Linked DNA regions of Gossypium hirsutum: regions 1 and 2 are each linked to region 3. A link is a contact called in public Hi-C data. All regions are on one chromosome and are shown on one strand. The core of a region is the stretch at or near the end of the contact, and the rest is flanking DNA. Distances in the headings are between cores, read along the strand shown.

Evidence for each region. A called contact is a pair of places that touch in the nucleus more often than the background predicts.
Region 1: a contact with region 3 is called in a Hi-C map of leaf, with 4 times the contacts expected there. The contact joins the promoter of LOC107886612 here to the promoter of LOC107942723 in region 3. A contact is called at or near these places in 16 of 34 Hi-C or Micro-C datasets (anther, callus, hypocotyl and 3 more).
Region 2: a Hi-C map of leaf shows a contact between it and region 3, with 1.9 times the contacts expected there. The contact joins the promoter of LOC107886604 here to the promoter of LOC107942723 in region 3. A contact is called at or near these places in 3 of 34 Hi-C or Micro-C datasets (leaf and petal).

Annotation. Positions count from the first base shown.
Region 1 is chrA03:99,565,368-99,569,781 of Gossypium_hirsutum_v2.1, reverse strand. LOC107886612 (serine/arginine-rich splicing factor RSZ21) reads left to right here and starts at 2,550. Exons shown (of 6, transcript XM_016810637.2): 1 at 2,550-2,847; 2 at 3,041-3,142; 3 at 3,402-3,490; 4 at 3,955-4,180. The coding sequence starts at 3,054.
Region 2 is chrA03:99,971,276-99,975,249 of Gossypium_hirsutum_v2.1, reverse strand. LOC107886604 (transcription factor PAR1) reads left to right here and starts at 2,370. Exons shown (of 1, transcript XM_016810622.2): 1 at 2,370-2,963. The coding sequence starts at 2,535. The coding sequence ends at 2,801.
Region 3 is chrA03:99,747,921-99,752,167 of Gossypium_hirsutum_v2.1, reverse strand. LOC107942723 (AP-1 complex subunit gamma-2) reads right to left here and starts at 2,720. Exons shown (of 18, transcript XM_041099890.1): 1 at 2,396-2,720; 2 at 1,362-1,664; 3 at 1,049-1,190; 4 at 73-246. The coding sequence starts at 2,427.

The DNA.
Region 1 (4,414 bases), core at 1,301-3,800, 180 kb after region 3:
GGAGGATAATTGGAGAGTCAACACACTATCAACTAAACAAGCTTTGGTATAAAGACTTTGTTTATTTTGTTAAATGGCATGTATAGTACTTTTGAGTATTTTATTATATGTGTCAGTTGATTTGCCAAGTAAAGGTATGTAGAAATATGTTTATCTCTTTGTATATGGCCATGAAAATTGGCTTAATTTAAGTAGGCTATGACCTACGATTTTATGCAAGCTTTTAATTACTAATGATGGGTTGCTATCAATTGGCAATGAGTCATATGAATGAGCCAATTTCGGATGGATTAATGTAACATGGGAACCCGTGATACTAAAGAGGAAATAACCATTTATGCATGAAACCAATGATATGAGGCTTCCATACAACTATTTTCATTAAGGTTATTTACAAGCGTAAAATTATGTTTTCTCTCAAACTTGGTAACTACTAAACACAAGTAGTAGAAAATGGTGACTAAAGGCTTGGAAAATAGCCTAATAAAGTCCACATGGTTGGACACACAGGTGTGTGTTTAGGCCGTGTATGACACACAGTTCCCTCCCATAGGTGTGTGCTATGGTCGTGTGTCCTCTGCACTTAAAATTTTAGCTCAAAGTTGTACACGGGTAGGCCACACGGGCGTGCATCATGGCCGTGTTAAAATGACAGTTTCGTCCACGGGCAAGCAGCACGGGCGTGTTCCCATGGCCGTGTTGATAAGTCAGTGTTGCCCACAGTTGAAGGGCATGGGCGTGTGAGTCCACACGGCCCAATCTACACGGGAGTGTGTCCCTTTATGTTAAGAAAAATTTTCTGAGAAGCCCAAGGTTAATCGAACGTGCCCGTATTTGTCCCGGATTACCTTTCAATATGTTGTAGGTCTCGAAGTCCTATACAAGAGACGTGATGTTCATGATTGAAAAGTTTTAAATTTAAATGAAATTTTGTGACCTGAATTAGTATACTGAAAGTGTAAAGTTCCGGTAATGTCTCGAGCCTTGTCCCGATGTTGGATACGGGTTAGGGGTGTTACGATTAATATATATTTAAACAATCATTTAAAAATAATATATTATAAAGTTTTATTAGTAAAACTTATGAACCCATCAATATTCAATAATATAAGTTAATAATTTGGTTAGACTTAAAACAAATAAATAATAATCATACCTCAAAAAAAAATGAAGCTCCTTACCAATTTAAATTGTGCTCTATAAATCCAAAATTCACGCTGGGAGGTCAAATTTTTTTTCGCCATCCAAAGCAACAGACTGCAGTGTCCATCTTGGTGTTGAGCCTCTTAGTGTATACTCAAACCTTCCATTCGGAGTAATATTCTTTTACGAACTATAATAAGAAGTAAAACAAGTTAATTAAAATAATCTCAAATTAATTTAATTTAATTGAAAACTAATCTAGATATAAAACACTAAATAGATGAAAACTTCATGCAAAGAGTTGCAAACAACAGTAGGCTAAAGACAACAAGTAATGGAGAATCAGGGAAGTAAGCACTCAATTTGAATAGCAACCGGCAGCAATAAATAGCCATTTGAAGAAGCAAATGAGGCAACGAAACAGAAAAGTAAGAGTAATTTTAGTGGTTAGAGGCTGAATTTTGGTATTATGGACGAGCTTAATGGTTCGCAAAGTTGCCGTTGGTTTAATCCATAATTAAGATAATTAAAAGAGAATCGTGCTAATAACGTGTTATAAAATAAAAGACGGAGAATAAAGAACAAAGAGAATGAGAGAGCAAAGAGAGAGCGTATTTTTATTAATCAATCGAGATATTTACAAAACTTTTCCAAAGTCTCTATTTATATGCATAAGAAGTATAAATGAAGTAGAAATCTATTTCTAATGACTATTAGAATTTAAAGTATATCAAAGCTTATCTTGATTTTGATAGACATCCACTTAATAAGATATTCATAACAATTTCTTCTTATTTCAAAATTTAAATGATTATTGTAAAATGGTGAGAAGGATAATATTTAGGGTTGAATAGTATTTTTGTTTTTTAATTAAACCATTAATACTTAGACTTATATAGTATTGAATTTATATAGGTAAAGTGCATCATGTTAAAAAATTCTTTTCAATATCAATATTGAGTAAATTGAGGTTTTTTAAAAAATAAAAAAATAGCTCTTTTAAGTTTCAAAAAGCGAGCAATTAAAGATAATTAATCATGATTTTCACATTTTTCATCAATTTATTCTATTTTTCATTGGTATAATAGTCATCAATGTTTACACATTTTATCAAAAAAATTTCTAATTCTAAAAAATTAAACAAATATAGCTCTCAACATTAGCACATTTTATAAAGTTGATCTTGATTTTATTTTATTTTATCCGGTGAGAGTAAATTTATTAAATTGTTAAAATCATGACCAAAATGATAAAATTTATAAATATTGAAGGTTAAATTTATTATTATACCAATTAAAACTAGGGTAAATTGGTGTAGGGATTAATTACTTAGACACTCGGCATTAGTCAAAACAAAACTCACCAAACTTGATATACGAAGTCTTGCTAGGTTTTTCTTTTATGACTTAGAATCCAAAACTTGATGTAAAGGAAGATAGGAATTCAATAAACTTGAGTTCTTTCCAACATAAAATTTGTACTTTTCCATTGGGGATTTGTTGAGAGGCCCAATACTATAGAAAGGCCAAGGCCTTGCACAATATTAATTAGCAAAGCGGAACCTTTTCATTTTCAGCTGAGATTTTTATAGTGTTGTTTATTCTTCGAGGGTTTTAGGATTGGCTACCTCAAACCAATTTGATCAATCGAATTTTCATCTCTCTCTTTCTTCTATCCTGCAAACCCTATAGAAATTTCCTCAAGGTAACCTAACCCCTACTCTCTATCATCTCCTCCGTCTATAATTTCGATTCCTTCGATAATTTTCTGCAAAACCCCTAATTTTTCTATGATGTCTCTATAACGAGCTTTGATGGCTATTCAAAATCATTAGATTTTCCGTTTTGTGATTTTATTCACTTTTCCTAATTAATTTATTATTGTTTAAGGTGTGCAGTGATTTTACGAGAATGTCTCGGGTCTATGTTGGGAATTTGGATCCTCGGGTCACTGAGAGGGATCTCGAAGACGAGTTTAGGATTTTCGGCGTTCTCCGCAGGTATTTTTATTTTTATTTTTTGTGAATGAAGGGGAAAAATTGTATTTTGATAGGGACCTGGGTTTTTTTTTTGGATTAAATTTATTTGCCACTCTGAAGATTGTCAGGTTTTGCTAGCTTTAATTGATTATTTAGTTTGTTCGTCAATATCATACAAGATAAAGTCTTGCTTTCTTCCATTTGAAACAAGCTTTAAAATAATTAAAAAAAATGCTGATTGTGCTATTGATTGATTTATGTTTTGATGAAATGAATCCAGTGTATGGGTAGCTCGAAGGCCTCCTGGTTATGCGTTTATTGAGTTTGATGATCGCAGGGATGCTATTGATGCAATTCGTGAACTGGATGGTGTGTATACTCTTTTTTCTAGTGTTTATTTCTTTCATTTGTTGTATTACTCTTACATGCTTGAATTATGGTGGTTCTCTACTCGAATACCCTTATATAAGTTGCCATATTCATTAGTTTTTGCTTGATTATTTATGTTGCCTTCACTTATTTGCTGCATATGCTTCTAATTTGGTGAGCGTTGAGCTTTTCATTTGAATGTTAGAGAGGTCTCCTAGCCGGTTTAAGTAGTTTAATGATTTTCTTTTATATTTCAAGAAGTTGCTATTGTTTCCTGGTTGTCTGCAGCCAGTTGCTTTAGTGGTTTGATGCAATCTGATTTTTTATTCCAAAAAAATAATTCTAAGTTTGCGCATTTGGCTCTTAGTTCTTTTGTTTCCTTAGATTCAAATAACATTTCTGATCTATGTTGCTTTATTGATCATTTCTAGAATTTTCTAACCATATCTTTTTTCTCACTTAAGGAAAAAATGGTTGGCGAGTGGAACTTTCTCATAATTCAAAAGGTGGTGGAGGCCGTGGTGGGCGCCGTGGTGGGGGTGAGGATTTAAAGTGTTATGAGTGTGGTGAACCTGGTCACTTTGCTCGCGAATGCCGCTCGCATTATGGATCACGAGGCCTGGGAAGTGGCCGGCGTCGAAGCCCCAGTCCTCGTCGCCGTAGGAGTCCAAGTTATGGGTATGGGCGCAGGTGGGTTTAAGGATTCCTTTTCTTTCTCTCTCGTTATTGGAGTGTGTAGAGGAGGCTAGCTCCTACTGTGATCTTTTTTGTAAAGGAGCCTATACAAAGTGATGGTACATTATATATCATGCCTTTTCCTATGCTATTCAAAAAACCCCATTCCCCCTTTTTGAAATTTAGTGGCTAGAATTGATATTTATGCAAAAACAATGTCTGACAATTTAGGACTGTGTTTACCTATAT
Region 2 (3,974 bases), core at 1,121-3,620, 220 kb before region 3:
AAATTTAGTAATATGATGGAAATAAAAAGTATTCTCATCAGTTCAAAATTTGTCCAAACTCATGCTTATATTATATTATAATATATTATATTATATTATATTATATTATATATACAATCCTCAATATAATAACCTCTTTTATATGTCTACCAATATTTTAACTATTGTAGAGAGGTCGATGTTATGATCCTACAACAACATTTAGCATTTAGATTATATTTGGTTGTTATGCACTTGTAATATAGCTCTAGTTATTCACGTTCTTGCAATTTCTTGCTCTACAAATTTCTTTGAGTGGATTCTTCTTATTTAGTTGCATTAATGTACTTATCGAAAAAAAGATATCAATGACAATTTTATAATTAGGTAGTCCATTTTTTTACTTAATGTTAATGGGTGGTGTTAGTTCGAACAATCGTTGAGAAACAAACTAAGTGTTTGGAAGGAACGGCTAAGGGAGTGGGTACTCCTTCAAGCACTACATGAACAAAAAATAAAATAGAAGACACAAAGATTATTTACTTAGTTCGTTTTCCTTATATCTGCGAAGCCTAGCTTAATGAGAAGTATCCACTATCTTTAAACTCTTACACAGTGATCCTAAATCTATCACACATCCATGATAATTTCTTCACTTGTATCTTTGAAGACTAGAACCCTCAGCACTAAATTCACCCCTGTGAGTTTATCTTGTAAAACCACAACACAACAAGTTTTATAATCACATTGCACTCACAAAATATAATTATTCACATGTACAAATTAAGTGCTCTCAATTCTTGGTACATAAACCTATACAAATCTCTCAATTATATGGAGTTGTTTGAGACTTGCTAACATAGAGAAGATCTATATCAATCCCTATAAAAACAACCACATTATACGTTGAATACAATATAATAATAATGAATAAAAAAATGGACTTTTGACAGCTAAGAGTGTAGTGTTCCAATTCAATATGATATCCACGATCTAAAGGATTAAATAAGGTGAACCAATTCGATCCAATCTCCAAACTATGTTTCTCCAATTGATATGATCTTCATTGATGGACTAGATATCATCCATATACTCAACAGAACCTATAAATATCATTCAATAAATTGCCAACATTTCAAATATGAAAACTATCTCAAACAACTCCAATGGTAAAGGAGTGAGAACTCCCTTGGCACTCTATTGCCATTTCTATATTTTTCAACAATCTTCCCTTTTAGCAATTTTTTGAACAAAACATACACAATGGAGGAAGCTATAACATCAAGTAACCTTAGCTCCCCCTTAACATATTGTCATTACTATTTTTTATTTTTTTTTTTGAGATAGATTGACATTTAGACCCTATATGGCACATATGATGATAAAGAAATAGGGAAATAATGGCAGGTTGAATGTGCGGAAGTAGTGGTATAAATAAAACACCAATGTTCACAAGCTATTTGTGCTTGACTCCAAATAAAATGCTCAAATTTGATTCGGTAATTATCGAGTTGAGCTTGCACTCAAGCAACTTAAGCTATTAATCAAGTTGAATTTGAGCATCGTAATATTCAATTTGAATGGTTCTGACTCTAATTGAGCTTTTCATTTTAATATATTATATATGAAATCACATTTTTACTCTTATTATATAAAAATAGCTTAAGTATGAACGAGCTTAATTGAGTTGAAGTTCAAGTTAAAGTTTGATGTTGAGTACAAAAATTAAGAAACAAGCCTAATAAAGCTCAAGTTTAAAATTGATGTCTGATTAAACTTGAATCGAATATCGAGCCTTAAATTTCGAGCCAAACTTGAGCTTGAACTTGTGTTTTCCACTATTTAAGTTTCGCTCAACTCAACTACACTATTTTGTTAAATGATAGAATAATGTACATTCATACAAGTACATATAATTATTGAGTTCAATTAACCAATTTATGAGTTATTAAGTTGAATTAACAAATGTTGTTTTTCTTTATGTTAAAAATTCATAATATAAAACTTCAGAACTTAAAGATTTATCGGGCCAATATTTTTAATAAAAGTTACGAGGGTAACTCTACTTATTAGAGAATTTCCATTTCATAGACAATAATGTCTTTATTAAAGCAAAAAGAGTTGGATTGTTTAACTAAATTCTCAATAAAAGATTAGTGGTGCACAGAATGATGGTATCTGCAAAAATGGGGTTGGGATTTATTGGGCCCCACCGCAAGCCCACGTCCATAAAACGACAAACTAGGGAGAACGTGTGACTAAAACAGGAACATATACGCGTACATATTTTTAATATTTTATGAAAATAAGAGAGAATATTTAATTCATGTCGTAAGAGCCGAAAGGAACATCAAGACTCGGCTCACATGGTCCCTTCTATATCTCTTCTTCCCATCATTCATGCCTCTCTCTCCCCTTCCATTTTTTTTTTGTTACATCAATCATAACTTTTCATTCCTTTGAACACAAACCCAAGAAAATAAAGAGTGACTTCCTTCCTTCCTCCCTGCGTTTTTGTTCTCCATTTAGCTTAAGAAATTTATACACATTTTCTTATGAAACATACGGAGCCAAGGAGCTGCAAAGAGTTTTCTATGGTGAAATGGAGGATGAGGAGGAGGCGGACTGCTTGCAGTGGCGGAGGCAGCACCGGTGGTCGATCAGTTAGAATGAAGATCAAAAGGTTGCAAAAGCTAATTCCGGGAGGGCAATTGATGCAACCGGATCGCCTGTTCTTGAGGACGGCAGATTATATACTGCATTTGCGCTTACAACTTAATCTTCTGCAAGCTCTTTCCAAGATTTACCAACCCTCAATTTAATCTCTCCTTTTCTTTTTATAAGGGTAAAGGTAAAAGTTATTTAAAGATTGAACGATGTTAACTAAAGACTCCAATAATTCAGTCGACATTAATATTCAAATATTTATGTAGATTATATATAATATAGAATTTAGATGGCATTTGCTGCCTTGCCATATACAAATGTACTCTCTTCCTCCTTTTTTTTTTCCTTATAGTAATTATATTTGAAGGTTAAGGTTTTCTCCTAAGAAGTTGGTTTATTCTTCTCTTTTAGTTTGTTAATATTGGTGGTTTTAATTTCCTCTGGAATTCATGCATGTGGGCTACCCATCTGCTGGAATTTCCAGCCTTTGCTCCTTCTTTCTTTCTCGTTTGTTGACTAAATTACACTTATGTTTGTTTAAGTACATTGTGGACATCAAAATTATTGAGCCATTAACTTCTGTTAAGTGTGTAACAATAAGTTGATGTCGAATTTTTTTAATTAGTCCCAATAATTTTAATTTTTCTTTTCTTTTAACTTTCCTTTTTCTTTTTCTTTTAGCTTTCCAGAACGTAAATAACCAAAATCCCCTCCCTAAAACGAAATATAAAACATCAAAACTCATTCTTAAATTCAATCTCAACAAGAAGAAAAGTAAACCCATTATTTATTATTCATGGAAATGTATAAATTTCTCTTTCTTCACTGATACGAAGTGTTCTTTTCATTTTCTTTATCTGCTTAAAGGATTCTCTGCTAAATGCAATTCTTAACTATGTTTAGTTTTATTTTTGACATATTTTCTTAGATGCCACTACATCGATGAGTAATTGAAATTTCTATTTTCTAATAACAGAGTTCTATGTTTGCTTGTTTGGTATATTTTAAGCTAATTGGATTTTATTTGCAACGAGGTTGATTTCTATTATTTTTACTGCTGACGTTCAAAATAAAACGTAACCTTCTTTCTCTTTTAGTTTCGAGCTGGGTTTTAGGAAGTGTTTTTTTTTTGGTCTGAATTGCTTCATTCTGACAATTGTTTATTGTAATCTTTTCTTTTCTTTTTTTTTCTCATTTTCTATTATTTTGATCTCTCTCACTGTATATTTGAATTAAGATCATTTTTAGTTAATATACTAAAGAGTATTTAAAATTTTCAAAAGAATATTTAATTGTGTGTTTTCAAATATTATTTTATTTTACGTTTA
Region 3 (4,247 bases), core at 1,471-3,970:
TGAACTCCATAGAGTGTCTTTCAAATGCTATAGCTATGAGCTGTTGTGCTCATAAGGTCAAGACCAGTTTACCTTTCTAAAGTATTCAAGGGCTTCTGAACTGACTTTACATAGATCTGCACAAAGTTGAACTCCTGTTATCAGGACCCCATGATGCTTTTCTTTAAGTAGGGAAGCGGCACAATTGATAAAGTTTTCAGCCAAGGCTGGAACTTTCTTTATGATCCGTATGGAGCACAATGCTGCCTACAACAAGAGTAAAGAGCTCTTAAAGATTGCAGGCAGATCACTGAAGAAATTGACATATATATAACCTAAAAATTATCAACAAATACAAATTATGAGAATTCATAACCAAAGCCACTTTGCGCACACGGGCAGAAGGGGAGAGATGTGGAAGTGGGAGGCCTGTTTAATTGAATCAGTCCTCCAATAGAAAAGTGATATTGCAGTTGAACCAATTTAGAACATTGAAAAATGCCATCATAGAATGGTTGGCAATGATCATTAGATGCCTTTCCCTCCCCATCAAACAAGAAAACTTAAGTTGTCTTTCTTGGAGTCACACATTGGACTTAATAGTTTCAATACCTTAGCATTTTTCCCTTGAATGATTGTATGCTGCAAATTCTTCTGGTTAAGAAATATAGGCAGAAAAAAATCCAGATTTGATAAAAGTAGCTGCCATATGAATGGTGCAGAATATCATTGAACGAATATCACACTATACAGATGGCATCTCAGTTATGCAGTATCCAGTACTTAACAATCAGTTTACACTTTTAACCTTTTAATTGACAAAATTACAAACGCATTGTTGCAAAGAAATAAAGGGCACAAACAGAAATATTTGAAGTGCTCAACAGAAAAACCCAAAACTTTCCTACTCCTGCAGAAGAGGACAGAGAAGTTATCATTTAAGAGGGATACTCAGCATTAAGCATAAGAAATTCAAAAAGTCTGGAGTCCAGTGGCCTCCATTTTCCTTCTTTACTTCACATCTATATGTGATGAACATATCTTTGAGTTAAGAATAGGACACACTTACTTTCTTCCTGATATTTGGATCTCGAAACTGCAGCAATCTTTCTACTTCAGGTGCAAGATCACGGGCCATTTCTGCTGAACAAATATTACCCAGTGCACAAAGAGCAAGTCCTACAATGTACTGGTTTGAATGGTTCAGATCTCTGCATATAAATTAAGGTTCCTGCAAGTAAAGCAAATCTCTCCATTTTCTTATTTTTACACTTGTAATACAACCCTATCAGGCACAACAATATTAACCCAGAACAGAACTGATAAAAGGGAAAAGGAAATGGGAACAAAATAAGCTTGAGAAGAATCCACGCAAAAGATACTGCTTTAATGAGTTTGTGACCAACATGAGAACTTCTTCTCTTTCATCAAGAAGCAACATAAGACCAAGATATCCTATCCTCTTCTCTGGAAATCCAGCAGATGCAATCAACTTCAAGCACTCCATTTGGCCAAAATGAGTGGGATATCCAAGCATCTGAATGAACATGAGTTTTGCCAGGTTACGGTGCCTATAATCTTGATCATCTTCATTAATTGAAGCACGAATAGCAGCACACTCTTTCCTTACAACAGCACGTTCTTCTGCTGCAGTTTTGCATGCACGTATAGCCCGTATCATGTCCCTGCATTGGAGAAGTAAGTTTAAACCATTTTCAATTAATATGTATATAAACTACATGTGCATTTTCTATGCCTGCCATTTTACAAAAAGTGTGTCTAGGTGCACCAGGCATGCATCTCACCTAAAAGGGTTCGAGGCACTTTTGTTTGCTATCTAGTGTTAAGGCGCAGGGTGCATGCGCACCCTTGTGGATGCCTTAACGATGCTACATATAATGCAAGACTAGAGACAGTAAGACTTGCGTGACCAAACCAGTCAACGTTTTAGTTGCCATCTATATAATGGTACCTCCTAACAACAATGCTATTTAGTGCATCATTTAATATTATCAACATTTCAAAAAAAGAAGATCAAGCTACTTTCAAACCAATTATTAAATGGGTATGACACATTTCTACAATTTCATTAATAGATGCAAGTTGCAACTAACTCGAGATAATAAAAAGGAAAACAAAAGATAATCAGAAGAACCAAATTATGAAAACCCCAAACAGGCTAACAGATTACACTTAGCTCTAAATACATACCCAATCATCTTTTAAGTTGCACGAACCACAACTGAACTCCCGAAATTCTAATCACGGTATTAAAAAATACAGCTCTTTTAAATTTTAGTCACAACTCCAGTCCACTCAAATAAACAAACTCATGAGTTGTTGATCTGATCTTCCAATTAAAAGGAAAAAGGAGAAGTAAAATAAGAAACGGGTAACAGTAGGAATTGGTGCTCACCTTAGACAAGTACCGGAAGAAAAAGGATTCATGATCGTATTAAGGTAGGAAACTCTAGTAGAGAGGTCGAAACAGATGGAATAGAAACTAAACCAAATGCTGCAATTAAATCGATCACCAAAATAGCACTATTCAGAATTAAACCGTACTGTTTTTCTTTTTTTTCTCTTTTAGCAAGCTTAAAGAATGTGAAAGAGAAGATCCAAATGCTGGAATTCGGAGATCTAAGAAAGAGGAAGAAACGGAGAATTGGATCTGAGAGACCGAGAAAACGGAGTCTCTTTTTCTACTTGATAAAAATGAGAGCAGAGCGGTCAAATTGGCATTTGTAAGTCCAGTCAGTCGTAAATATTGGGTTAAATTTGCAAGGAGGATATTCGGCTTATTTATTGGTTGGACGTGACATGGCAGGATTTCATTGGGCAGTTATAGACATTTGTTTGTAGTAATTAAGTAACGGCTCTGCAGCCAAGTTTAAAGCCCCACCATTACGACTAGGCTTCGCTGTTTAATTTTGTTTAATATAATATTAACTTGAAATATTCTTTTAATTTGGTGTATCAACATCAATTTTTTTCTTAATTTGGTAACTAATTCTCTTTGTTTAATTTAGTTTTTTTTTCTTATTTCATACTTAACTTGTTTTTGTCTAATTTAGTACTTAAACTTGTCAAACAATATATAAAATTACATCAATATATTAACAATATTTTTCTATGAAGTAGCAATGATATTCAAAATGTATGATCGATATGTGATAAATGACAAAAATTTTTATATTTTAAATGTTTAATTACTTTATTTTAAAATTTTACATTTAACCTAATGAATTTCTTTTATTTTATTTTTTAAAACTCTTATTTTCTTCTTCAGTATTAATTTGTGAAGAACAATTCAGAGCACAATTTGTAACATGAATTACCTCTTATAGTGCCGATATTTTTAGGGAATTAAGGACTTTGTAAAGATTAAGACATTCTTTAAGCATGTAATCGATTCTGAATCATTCTTACCAATAACAATCAAAGTAATCTCAACCTCAATAAAAACTAAACTTTGAGCATATTGTTTAATGCAACAGAAGAAACTCCAAATAAATGTAATAACTCTTACCATTAAACTTGTTGTCATCTATCAGATGTCAATCATACATTAGCTATTTTTGTTCCCTCATGAAAAACTAACATTAGGGTAATTTGTATAACATTTTACAAGTTTAGATACCAAATTAGGAAAAGCATTGACGTTCAAGTACTGATTTGGGTCAAAAAAGCTAGGTAACCACTTAAGAAAAAGAGTCACGTTTAATATCAAATTGGGCCAAAAGAACTTAGGTATCAAATTTAAAAAAAAAATGTCAAGTTCATGTATCAAATGTTATATTTTTAAGGGTTTTTTTTCTTCTTGTTGTTGTTCAAACTATGAAAAATCATTGAAAGTAAAGGAATTACAAAAAATAAATAAATTCAGTTGTAATACGAAATACCCAATTTATCCGACAAGAATAAAATATTGTTTCTTAGCAATCCAATCAGCTATTTGATTATTAGGTCAAATCACACGGCTAAAAAGAACATTTGAAACTGAAGAAACCATCAATAGGATATTGGAGATAAATGTTGAAACTTCCAAAGACGTTGAGATCTTTCCATTAAGCATTTTGATTGTATAAAAGCAATTTGATTCAATGATGACATGTTGCCATCCATGTAACACCCTGATACCCAATCCGATCGTTAGGTCCAAGCTACAAGGTGTCACATTCATTGTCGGAGCAACTACGATCAAACTACAGTTGATTTATACCAATAAATGGTTAAATTTCAAACAATACATACATATGATATGATAT